Regions from separate parts of the Gossypium hirsutum genome. Here all the other regions are linked to region 3. A link is a contact called in public Hi-C data. All regions are on one chromosome and are shown on one strand. Each heading gives the region's core, a stretch centred on a gene start, on an enhancer-like site or on the middle of the called end of the contact. The rest is flanking DNA. Distances are from core to core; before and after follow the strand shown. Region 1 holds the start of LOC107920823 (glycerol-3-phosphate acyltransferase, chloroplastic). Region 2 holds the start of LOC107918656 (probable calcium-binding protein CML11). Region 3 holds the start of LOC107919828 (inactive poly [ADP-ribose] polymerase RCD1).

Evidence for each region. Hi-C and Micro-C count contacts between places; a contact is called where the count stands out from the background.
Region 1: a contact with region 3 is called in a Hi-C map of leaf, with 2.4 times the contacts expected there. The contact joins the promoter of LOC107920823 here to the promoter of LOC107919828 in region 3. A contact is called at or near these places in 4 of 34 Hi-C or Micro-C datasets (anther, callus, hypocotyl and 1 more).
Region 2: a Hi-C map of leaf shows a contact between it and region 3, with 1.8 times the contacts expected there. The contact joins the promoter of LOC107918656 here to the promoter of LOC107919828 in region 3. A contact is called at or near these places in 3 of 34 Hi-C or Micro-C datasets (all in leaf).

The regions. Positions count from the first base shown.
Region 1 is chrA08:111,459,361-111,463,736 of Gossypium_hirsutum_v2.1, reverse strand. It overlaps LOC107920823 (glycerol-3-phosphate acyltransferase, chloroplastic), which reads left to right and starts at 2,484. Exons shown (of 13, transcript XM_016850690.2): 1 at 2,484-3,077; 2 at 4,168-4,265. The coding sequence starts at 2,798.
Region 2 is chrA08:111,787,761-111,791,649 of Gossypium_hirsutum_v2.1, reverse strand. LOC107918656 (probable calcium-binding protein CML11) reads right to left here and starts at 1,694. Exons shown (of 2, transcript XM_041074796.1): 1 at 1,289-1,694; 2 at 523-1,164. The coding sequence starts at 1,114. The coding sequence ends at 614.
Region 3 is chrA08:111,627,931-111,632,278 of Gossypium_hirsutum_v2.1, reverse strand. It overlaps LOC107919828 (inactive poly [ADP-ribose] polymerase RCD1), which reads right to left and starts at 1,345. Exons shown (of 10, transcript XM_041074793.1): 1 at 1,009-1,345.

The sequences.
Region 1 (4,376 bases), core at 1,235-3,734, 170 kb after region 3:
GTGCTAGAAATCGAAGAATGTCTACCCATTAATGCTTCAGGGATATCATAATAGGAGCTTTCTAACAAACCAATAAACCTATCACACAACCGTGTAGTAGGACTTTTTACTTCAGCTTTGATTCCCGCATTAGCCGTAATAATAGATGAAGATGGACCAACTCCATCAGCTTCGGAAAACTCAACATATAACTCCATTACAACATTTTCCCTTGAGTAGTGCAATGACATGACCGCCTCCAGCTCGAGCTCGCTTTTCACATCAAATAGCTCATACTTAAAAGGGTCAACCGATGCCAAATATCTACATTCCAAGCTCAAAATCCTTCCCCAGCTTGAACCCCTAACTTTCCTCTTGATTCTAGTCTGTAGCTTATGTAATTGACTAGTACGGTTGAAAGCAATTCCACGGATTGGGCTCTTGCAAATACAACCCCGACTTTCGTATTATAGATTTGACCGTTATAGTAAATGATGGATTTCATTCATCGACTCATTTCAATTTAAAACGAATTATATATTTAGAAAAAAAAACCTTTAGATGGTTATCCAAAGAAATGCAAACAACACCTGCAGTGCAACTCTTCAATGTTTGATATGAATTTCTTATGTGTTTAAGGGTGGGTTTGGGGCGGTGGTGTGGTGCGTTTAGCTTACTTTTTGTCTCACTCTATAGTACCTCTATAGTATCTAATCTCACCGCCACCGCTGTTTTTACACTAATCGCAGGTAAACGCACAGCCCATCCAAACTCACCCTTAGTCTTGAATATTTCGATACTTTAATAGCAAAATAGAACAAGGAGAGAGGGAATGTGTGCTTCAAAACATGTTTCAAAAGATGGACTTTCGTCGAATAATAATAAAACATTTTTCGATCCTCAAAAATGTATTTCACAGATTAAATAATCTCATCAGACGCATGTTTTAAAAGGTATTTAGTGCTTCAAATCTTACCCGTGGTCGAGGTACTTTTCGTAAACTTTAGTGGAAATGGTAAGAAAGCTTGCCCAATTGGATGAGCTTTTTTTACCATTTCCACTAAAGTCTGCCAAAAAAGTACCTTGATCTCAAGAATTCGGGATAAAATTTGAAGCATGTTTTGAAGATATTATATGAAAACGTTGGTCCTACGACGTGTTTTTGACCACGAGGATTTTTCCTTTGCAATTTCACCCCTTTCCCGCTTCTATAAAATGGGTCTCCCCTTCCGTAATCCATCATCCCTGAACCCATCATCTCTTCCGGCCTCTATCCCTCCACTTTACAATATTTCTCTCTCTTGGTTTTTTCCCTGCTTTAGTGTTAAAAATTTTCGGTTTGAGGTATTTTTAAGTTGGTTTGGGGTGATTTTGCTTTATACGATCACGGGTGGAAGTCTGTGTAGAGGTCTCGATCGGTGACCATTATGAGGTCATGGATCAAAGTATAATAGGGAGCCAATTGATGGTCGTTATGCGGACATGCGCTCAAAATTTTCGAATACCCGCAGATGTTACATTATAAATACCATACAGAAATTTGAAGGCATAATCATTGGGAAAAACTGTGGGGCCTCTCGCTATAAATGGCGTATTTTTTTCTCCATTTCCATGTAGCTGGTATCCTTAACCTTCCTTCTTATTTGAAGGCCAACATTGCCGTGGACGTAGGAGGACTCTCAAGCGGGCAACAACTGTGACGTTGGAGTAAAAGTGATGCTCCTTTTGGGGCGACAACAATTTTCATTATTAAACAACCCATTAACAACTACAATTGTTACCGAGCCGACCCGAGTTTGACCTCTATTCCGACGGAACATCCACTCTCTGTCTAAGAGCCTTCTTGTGTCCACCTCGGTGTCAGCCTTCAGATAAGAATAAAAGGTTAAATATACCAATTGCCTAGAAATAGAGAAAAAATTACACTGATTACACCAAAAATCCCTCTATTTTTCCTTATGATTATAACTTTAATCTTATATATGGTATATGTAAGGCATCATTTACGGGTATCCAAAAAGCTTGAACTTATGATCGCATAACGATCATCAACTGGCCCCTGGTTATACTTGAACTCGTGACCGCATCAAGGTCGCCAACTAGGACCTTCACTTAGACTTCGGTACGTGGCCGTATCAAGCACTATCACCCCAAAACCTGACTTCCATAAGATGAGTTTCTGAGGTAATGGTCCTATCCCGACATAACATATGAAATGTATGTATTCTGAGATGCGTTATCACATCATCGACTCCTCAAAACATAAACTCTAATTCCTAAAAGAACCATAACCCAAACCCTAACAAAATTTAAAAAAAAAATCAAAGAGAAATCCAACTATTCTCTTAATTTTCAAAAAAAATCCAAAAGACTAATTAAAAAGAATGGCATATATATAACTAAATTAGACTGTAGATCGCTAGATTACCCAAAAACATTGTAAAAGAAATAATACCGAAAAACAAAAGTAGAAAGTAGTGGCAAGTGGCAAGTGGAGAATGGCAACCATTCGATGTCAAGCATCTCGATAAACACCCCCAATTCATTCCCCTACACGTCAGCAATCTGCAGCTATTTCCCCTAATCGTTCGCTCTTGTTCGATGTAAGCCACGTGCTTGCTCAAACACCACCGCCGTTGGAAAAAAAAAGAAGCTATAAAAGAAATAAAAATGAAATGAGATTCCTATAGTTCCAATTTTTTCCCCTTCTTTTCCCCTCTCCCGGACTGTTCAGAGAGAGATAATAAAAGAGAAAAGGATTTCGTGTTCTTTCAATCATATATATTCTTTCCCTTTTAAAAAATAAAAAGACTCTCCAATGTCTTCTACTTTGCCTCTCCCATTCTTCGGCGGCACTTGCACTAAGGCTGCATTTTCTTTCTCACTCAAATCATCTTCTCCTTTGGTTCCGTTTCAGCGTCTCCATCTTTTTCGATCTACTTCCAGAACAACAACAAGGATTCGCTCTTCCTTGTTTCACTCCTTGAAAGCTAAAGCAACGGCCGAGCTAGTTCAAGATAAGGAATCAGGTGTAGTTGCCACCGGGAAGCCGGTGGTCGAGCATTCCCGTACCTTTGTTGAAGCTCGCTCCGAGCAAGGTTCAGTTTCCTTTCAGCTCTTTTTCTTTTCTTCATTCATTTTTCAAAAGAAACTTTTTTTTGTGTTAATTGTTTACACAAATGCGCTTTCGAATAAAATATTGTAAATGTTACTGTATGATGCCTTTTTCTGTTTAATTACTAAGCGTTAAAACAGTTATTATAAATGTTATGTTGTTTTCTTCTTCTTCTTCTTCTTCTTCTTCTTCCTTCCTTCCTTCCTCCCAAGGAAAAGGAGTTCGTTATAAAAACTGCCAACATAAAGATTTGCTGATGGCAATTTAGTTGTATGTATTTATGTGTTAGTCAACAGCATTTTTCTAATATAGAAAAGAATACTAAGTTTATTACATCATAGAAATAGCCTTTAAGAGAAGGTCGCTTTAGTATTTAATGAACACTTTTATGGTTTAATGGCTTGACGCAATTTTTATTTTTTTTGTTTTATGGTTTTCCAAGAAGCTTGGGTTAAAACAAGTTTGTTTAATTTGGTGCTGAAAACATAAGCAGATTAATGAAATGAATAATTAGAATCGTTCTTGCAAAAATTTGCCTTGTTTAAGAGTACTTGTTTATTAATACGAATCTGCTGTAGAAATTAAGTTTACCGGACTCAGATTTGATGAGAGCTGCCCATTCTATCTATCCAATAATCTATGCATTGATAATTGGAGAACATGTCCAAGCAATGTAACAGCTGCTTTAACCAAAATTTGTTGATTAAGAAGGATGTATCTAATGCAACAATGATCAAGTATGGAGAAAGTTTAAGACTTAGCAAAAGAATACTTGAGAGTTATCTCCTTTGTATTGAAATATCATGAATAATATTTTGATGATTCCAAAAATGACAAACGGAGTCGGGTTTCTTTGAGGAGCATAAAGAAGGGAGATAGACTCGAAAGGGGAGTTGGACATCAAGAAACGTAGAAAGGTTTGTTGATTGAAAGAATAAGTGACCAAGAATATAGAAGAGAACATTTTCTTACTTTGAATAGTCCTGTTTTTTAATTTGAACTACAGCCTTTCATAGTTCCAAAGCTGAAGTAGAGTACTTGTTTTATTGTCTCGTGCTGCTTTTTGTCTACAGAACTCCTGTCTGGACTTAGGAAGGAAGTAGATGCCGGAAGGCTACCTCCAAATGTTGCAGCAGGGATGGAAGAAGTGTATCAGAATTACAGAAACGCAGTAAATTAATATGCTTAAACTCTTATTTTAGTGTATAGTATATGTTTTATGTATGATAGGCTCTCCTCTATGTAGACTACCTTTTTTGACGATTCATTATCAAGCTTCCTT
Region 2 (3,889 bases), core at 445-2,944, 160 kb before region 3:
TAGGTCAAGTTTTTTAAGCTACAATAATTATGTCGCATCATATTTTAAATTAATGTAAGTTTTTTAAGCTATAATAATTATATTTTAAATTAATGTGATACCTGGATTTGACAAAATTTTTTCATGTATTTATAGTACACCCCAAGAAAATTGAAGAAAAATTAGGTGACGTTTCCTCTTCAGAAAGAGTGATATGAAGTTACAACCATACCATGCATTGAGCTTTATACATCACAAAGAAATACCAAATTCAACCAAACGTCATGGGAAAGAAGCTGATCTAAAACGAGGATGCCCCAACACAGTATGAAATTGAAAACAAGAATAATGCAGGGACTGAATGTCACAAAAACCCTTTTGTGGGATGCCCCCCCTCAATCTAAACTGTTGAAATGCATTGGAAATTGGAATAATATGAAAATCATTGTTAAAATTGCTTCAGCGGTTGTCATCAAATTTCACGGTCATTGGACGATTGCAATCTCATCATCAGAAATAACTACGAAAATTAACACCAAAAAATCATAGAAAATTGATCCACTGTTTAACTGAAAATTACAAACCAAAAAAATCAAAACACAAATAAAGTGGATAAATAGAATGAGAGTTGAAATCAAGCCCAAGAATTATTTTGAAAAGCAGCGGAAGTAATGGCCCGAGAGAACTCGTCGAAACTGATCCTCCCATCACCATCCGCATCGGCTTCTTTGATCATCCCTGTCAACTCCTCTACAGTCAATGCATGTCCAAGTTTGGCCATTGTCTGTGCTAACTCGGCAGCAGTGATAAAACCATTACCATCCCTGTCAAACATCTTAAACAGCTGCTTCAATTGTTCCTCGCTGTACGGTGACTTCTCCGGCTGCAGCTCCGGAGCCAACATAGCCACAAACTCCGAGAATTCGATCAGCCCATTGTTATTGGAATCAGCCTTTTGTATAAGGTCTTCCACCTGGTCAAGGCTCGGTTTTAGTCCCAAGGACCGCAACAGCGACCCCAGTTCCAGCTGTGTTAAGCTACCATCGTTGTTCCGATCGAAAGAAGAAAATATTTCTCGTAGTTGAGCCATTTGCTCCTCATCTAGCTTCGTTGGTTGCTTGTCCCCCATTTTCATAACAAACTCTTCTTTATAATCCTTCTACACCTTGTATATCTCAATGCTTCCTACAAAACGTATCTCAAACCAAATAAAAGAAAATCAATCCAAAAAGAAACATTCGAATAAGAATTCTAGGAGTTTGCTAGCACAAGATGATTGTGGTGTTCCGGGATGAGAGATATTCCTCACCTTTTTTTTCCTGCGCCGAAAAAGAGTCTTGTAGGGATTCAACTCAAGGATAGCCTCGAAAATCCTTCTTAATCATCCTCCATTTTCTTGTAGGTACCCAAATATTGGATTGTACTAAACTAACAGAAAATCATATACAGAGAAAGGCGATGATTTCCTTTTTGTTAAAAATTAAAATTTTGAGCAACACCACAAGCATATTCAAAAGAGATGGATAGTCAACCTCATGAAAAATAAAAAATTGAAAATGGGCTTCGTATCTCGTCTTTAATTATTGGAGAAAATAGAAAGAGGAAAAAGAATACGTGAAAAGTGGGGTCATTCCGCTATTGGTGCACGTCTTTCTTGCTGGCTGGCGCTGGCAGCTAGACTCCGTCAACCGGAGGTGGTTTACGACACCTCATCATTAGGGCTAATATTCCAAGGTCTTAATATATCATACCATTGGGCTTGGCCCAATGGATCAAGAATATCATGTTTTCTGAAACTCATTGGGCGTCAGAAATCCTGTCCCCAAAATAAATGACTTATTTGTGGCAGTTGGACGATTTATTTGTTAAATGCTGTTCTATTTAATTCAAAATCGAGTTTTACTCTTACATATCTATCACACTCTCATGACAATTTCCTCACTTATATATAAACAAAATTTTTATTATCGCTTTGCATTTATAAAATATATTTCCTTACTTGAACAAATTTAGTGTTATCAATTTTAGGTACAATTACTTATACAAGCCTCTTAATTATATAGAGTTTGTTTGAGACTTGTTACCATAGAGAAAATTCATTACAATCCCTATTAAACACCATATTAACTAGTTGAATATAATATAATAACAAATAAGGTAAACAATGACTCTGGTCAACTAAGAATGCAATGTTCTAAATAATCCAATATCCACGATTCAAAAGATTGGATAAGAGTAATCCGATCTTATTAAATCTCCTAAATATGTTCCTCAAGTGATATGATATTCAATAATAGGCTAGATATCATCCACATAATCAACACAATTCATATATATCGTTCAATAAATTACCAACCTCTCTAATATTGAAACTGTCTTAAACAACTTTAGTGGTCACTCCCTTGACACTTTATTACCCGTTCCATATTTTTCAACAATTTCTATAAAAATCATTTGGAAAATAAAGCTTTTATAAAAGGCACCTTTTATTGTTTATAGGAGAATTAACTCATTTCGAGAGAAATCTTCAAAGTGTAGTTTTTCGAGCAATGGACTTAGATCGTCAACAATCAAAGGTATTGTTCCCGTGTTAGGGTTTTGTTATAAAAGGCACCTTTTATTGTTGACAGGGGAATCGACTCCTCTGAGAGAAGTCTTCGAAGTGTCGTTTTCTAGGTAGCCAATCCAGATCATCAACAATCGAAGGTATTGCCTCCGTATTGAGGTTTTGTTCCCAACATCCACACGATGGAGGTAGGTACTTGCAAGACTTGGGTTAGATGTTAGTATTGGACGTGTGAATAATAATAGAGGTACTTGGGCATGCCATAGCTTGAACCACCAATAAAGGCATTATAGGTGACTTGTTTGTAAACATGGTACCACTCCCCCTTTGATGAACTGTACATGACTCTCCACAAGGACCATTGTTTCGATTGTTGATGGTTTGAGTTAGACTTCAAAGACTTCTCTTGAAGGGAGCCAATTCACCTGTCAGCAAAATCCAAACTTGATTCGATAATTATTGAACATTTCATGAGCTTAATCGAGATTTTCATCTAATATATTATAAGATATTTATTATATAGAAAGAGCTTAAATATAAATGAGCTTGAATTTTAATACAAATGAGGAAAACAAGTTGAAACTCAAGTTTAACTATGAAAATTAATAATGGAGCTTATTCAAGCTTGAATTGATTGTGTCACGTCAATTGGCTTTAAATTTTGTTGATTTGAGCATATGTATGCAAAATTGGGAGTTTAGTCTCCATTGGTGCAGACTGGAGAGGCTTAGTTTCTTGGTTATTGCCGAACAACAAGGTGTACATTATGGAACTTGTTGGGCAATTGTTGATTTCCCTCTTGATGGCTTTCATAACAACTTTCCCTTATACAGGAGAAGACGACCCTCTAGCTGTTTGATTAAAGAAATGCTCAAAGAATGACATTGATAAGGACTTCGTGTGTGAACATCAGTAGTTCCGGATACCTTGGACGATAGTACGGTTAGAATCACAAGAAAGAAAGTCGCAGAAGCTGGCCAACCCCATCGGCTGATTCTTTGTGTTGTATCCTCACCACCAAGTCTTTCATCTTTTGAGGGATCAACGTAGTAGATCGCAGCTTATTGACTTCCTTTGACCTGAATTAAAATCTATAATATACTTTGTTATGCTGATTGCTGAATATTTGCAGCTACAGGTTCTTTCAAATGGGAATGCCTTGCATGAGGTGGCTCCCATCCTGGAAAATGCATTTCACTGCTTCCAATCAATGTGCTAATAATTTCCTCTTACTCTAAACTAAAAGTTGAATTTAAAAATTATCTTCATTTCAATTCTTAACTTCTTATGGTGGGAAAGACAAGAAGTTAAACCTTGTTTAATGTAACCTTAGGCGGCAAGCAG
Region 3 (4,348 bases), core at 96-2,595:
TACTCCGAGCAGAATTAGTATGATACTAATTACATAAATATCGAAACACAACCGGCGTTGACCTGAGAATATGAGCTTTTTTGAATAACAAGTTGATGTTGATGTTGCACATATTAATCAGACATCTGACCAAAAATAAATTAGAAATTTTCACAAAACTGCAAAATTTACTCCGAGCAGAATTAGTATGATACTAATTACATAAATATCGAAACACAACCGGCGTTGACCTGAGAATATGAGCTTTTTTGAATAACAAGTATAGTCACGACAATCCCCCGGTTGACCTCGAAAAGAAAAAAAAAAGCAGCCAAAAGTATACCAAAAATTTAAATCCTATGCTGATTTCTGTTAAGAAAATTGAGCAAAAATTAATGAAACCAAAGAAAATTAAGATTAGGAAAAACTGGAAAATTCTTACAAATACATAAAGACTCGAGTGTGTTTTTTTTTGTGAAAAAAATAGAAAATCAGCCTAAAAAATATTTCATCCAAATCATCAAACTAAATATATTTCTACACTAATTAAAAAAACTAAGAACATAAGATGACAAGAAATCTGGTGTTTCACGTGATTAGAATGGTGATCGAGAATTAAAAAAAGAAAATACAAAATTTCAACCTTGGAACATAGATTCCTAAAATTAAAAACTAAAAAAATGTTTTCTATAGCTGAAAACTGAGTCAATCAAAAAAGAAAAAGAAAAGGAGAATATCAATATTCTACAAATCCGCAATTTCTCACAAAAACTGCAAGGTCGAAAAAAAACCTAAAATGAAAATCCTAAAGCAAAATTCTCAAAATTAACATATCATAATGTTTTTATTGATCCCCCTAGAAAACCAATTATCACAGAAATCAACCATCAAAAGAATTAACCATTCAACAAATGAAGTCAACGCCTTCCAGATGCCAAGATCAGGGCCGATCTATATAATCCGTTGTCAAAAACTTAATCAAAGAAAATAAAACGGAAAATAAAACTAAAAGAAAATGGAAAATATTACCTGCAGATGAGATAAATTTTGGAGTGATTGATTTACTTTTCTGTTTTCTAGAAGGTGGAGGGATGGGAGAGAGAAGAAAATAAAAGAAAAAGAAAAGTTAAAAACCCTAACTCAAAGAATTAGTTACTATTTTCTTTTGCGCTATCTCGCCTTCTTGGACGAAAAGCAAGGGCGAACCGAACCATCAAAACGAGTTGAGGATAAAGTTACAAGCCCGTCACAAATTATGCTGTCACCAAGTATCTTTGATTGGATCCGTCATCCACGACTTCGAAATTAAACGAGAGGAAACATGAGGGTCATTTCGGGATTTTAAAATTCATTCATTTAAAGCGTAAAGGCGGTTGCTAGGAAGGGTAATTGGGGGAACTAAAAAAAAATAGCCGGAAAAACAAGGAGCTTACTATTATAGGTTTTTATATATTTGGATGAAAGCAAAAATAACTCAGTGTAGGCCCCATTAGAAGATAAACTTCCTGTCAAACTCACAATTATTGACTGAAAATTCCTTTTTCATGATTATTTACTGGAATTTGTGACACCCTTTAAAAAAATTAGACGCTTTGTGATTAGTCTAAAAATAATAATAATAGTAAAATTAGATATTATAATAATCGTATAGCATAAGAAAAAAATTAAACTAAATGTATTGTATTTTACCGTTTATCTAAACTCATTTTAAGTCAAATTAAATTAAAATATATTTTAAAATTTTATATATTTTGTAAATTTAGATTTTTTTTATCTTTACAATATAATTGCTTATTACGTGGTATGACATTTTGAAATTAAATCATGTAAAAATAAAAATAGCATTGAAAATATTGATGGAATGTTTTTTAAAAAATACACATTCAAAATTGTCTTAATAAAAAAAATTTCTGTGGAATAGTATATTTAGAAAAAAATTAGTGTCGGTATTTTGATTGAAATAGTTAATAATATTAATTAACTGTTTAAACTAATTAATAACATTATAAATGTAGATGGATCAAATTATGTAAAAATTTAAAGTATATATAAATTAATCTCAAGTTTCAACATAGTTTAGAGGTGAAAATTGAAATTTAACCATTATCTTATAAAGTCAAGAAAAAAGCGATGCAAATTTAAAGAAATAGAAAGCCACATGTTAGTTTGTAAGACTTTTAAAGTATTAAAAAAGTTAACAATATTAATTATTTGTAATAATTAATGACATGTAAAAATATAAAGACCAAATTATATTAGAAATTAAAATATATAGATTAAACCTCAAACTAAAGTATATTAGAGAGATCAAAATTAAAATTTAACTATTTTTATAAAATAAAAAATAAAATAGCATTGTGGATGTTCCACTTGTCAGCTAAAAGAAAGGTCATTTGAACTTTTTTTTTTTTAGAATATCAATTAAACTCCCTTTTATATCTAGCTATATAAGCATGTAGGCAAAATAGTTACTTCATGGAAAAAAAAGTAAGTTTTTAAAGAAATTATATAAAAATTAAAACACGTGTATATATATATTATTTTTAATAAAATTAGAAATCTTATCACATACGTATGCATGTGGAAACTATGTACTTGGTATGGATTCAAATCCTACCTCGTGTAAAATTTTTATTTATTTTTAAATAAAAAGACTAAAATACCTTCGAAAAAAATAACTTATTTTAATTATGGAAGAACATCTTCATAATTTCACTAAACGAGTTGGTGCCTAGTTGACTCGTAACACTAACTCAGATATTTTATTAATACTAGTACAATCATGCAAAATGCTCCCAAACTCAGAAAGATTTGTCATAGTAGTTCTCAATGTGGCTATGACCAATTCACAATCTGACTCAATGACCCCCTCCTCAAAACCTTCTTGTTTCAACCATGATAGAGCCTCATATATGACAAACAAATTAGCCATGTTATTGTTGAACCCTCAAAGTAGCGAACTAGAAACACCCTAGACAAAAGCCTCTATATGAGAACGGACAACAACAAATGAGGAACGTCTCTGCTCGTTGTTAACTATCGCATCCACGTTACACTTTAGCCATTCCAGATCAGGTCTAAACTAATGCTCACTATTATCGCACCTCGACAATAGGTTATTGTAAATTGTTAACAATGTAAATTGTTAATAATGTTACGAGCATCCATTCAATCTTGTAGAAAATGATCAGCAATCAAAATAACTGTAAGGACACTATACTTTATTACCAAATGAGAAGATTTCAATGTAGCCAGAAACTCTAAGTCATTGTCAATATGCGGTGGTGAGAATGAACAACAACCAAATCGAAAATGGTGCTCAAGAAGGAAAAATCGACTATGATTCCACTACCAACCCCAACTCCCGCCAAACAACTATAGCAATCAGGCAATATATATTAGAACATGCTCTACACTTTTGACACCCCACAATGAGGACAAAGGGAAATGATCGGACAACCAATATCAGCAACGCCACCTTTATACTGGAGAAAACACTGTAAGCAACACCACTAGAAGTCGATGACATTAGGATGGACCTCTAAATTCCTCAACTTGTTCCAATGCCTCTCAATAGCAAAATTCATAACATTGGACAGCGTGTTCAAAACCAGCATGTATCTCGACTTAACCCCGTACTCACTCGATCATGTGAAATGCCAAATTTGTCTATCTCTCAACTTATCGGTTGCTAAATGGATTGGTAACACTCTTTGCACATCAAAGGGGCCAATAAACCATCAACCATCGCCAAATCCCATCTAGCCTTGTTCTAATTGAAAAGATCGTACAGTCGAAGCTCATCCATACCATCCAAAAGAGTAGAGGCAACAAAAAAGTTTGAATCATCCGGAATCCAAGGTTCATTACAAATCTGAATATCATGTCCCAGACCAACCTACCATCAAACTCATTGAGCAAGCAAACATTTGGTTGCTAGAACACTTTTCTAAATAAACGAAGGGTTCCTACATTTTATAAAGTCAAAGAACCCATAATGGGAAAAATATTTGGCTTTGATAACATGGAAAAGAAGAGAGTCATGATTGACAGAAACTATCAACTCTGCTTACCAAGCATCACTAAGTTGAAGCAATGGAGATTCCGGAAGTGATCACCTCTCCCCTACTCTCATGAATGGAAGAGAGAAATCAACACTAAAATAATAAACAAATAATCAAAATATATACTATCGTGCAATTTCTGCAAGTGTGACGGGTCTGTTGTAATATAATTATACAATGGGGTATGGAGTACTCTAAGGATCAAACCCAAATGAGTCAACAATTGAACCAAATCTAGCTACGAGCATGCAAAATAAAGAGTTTAACCAACTAATCACTAAAAATTATATTATGAAAAACCATAA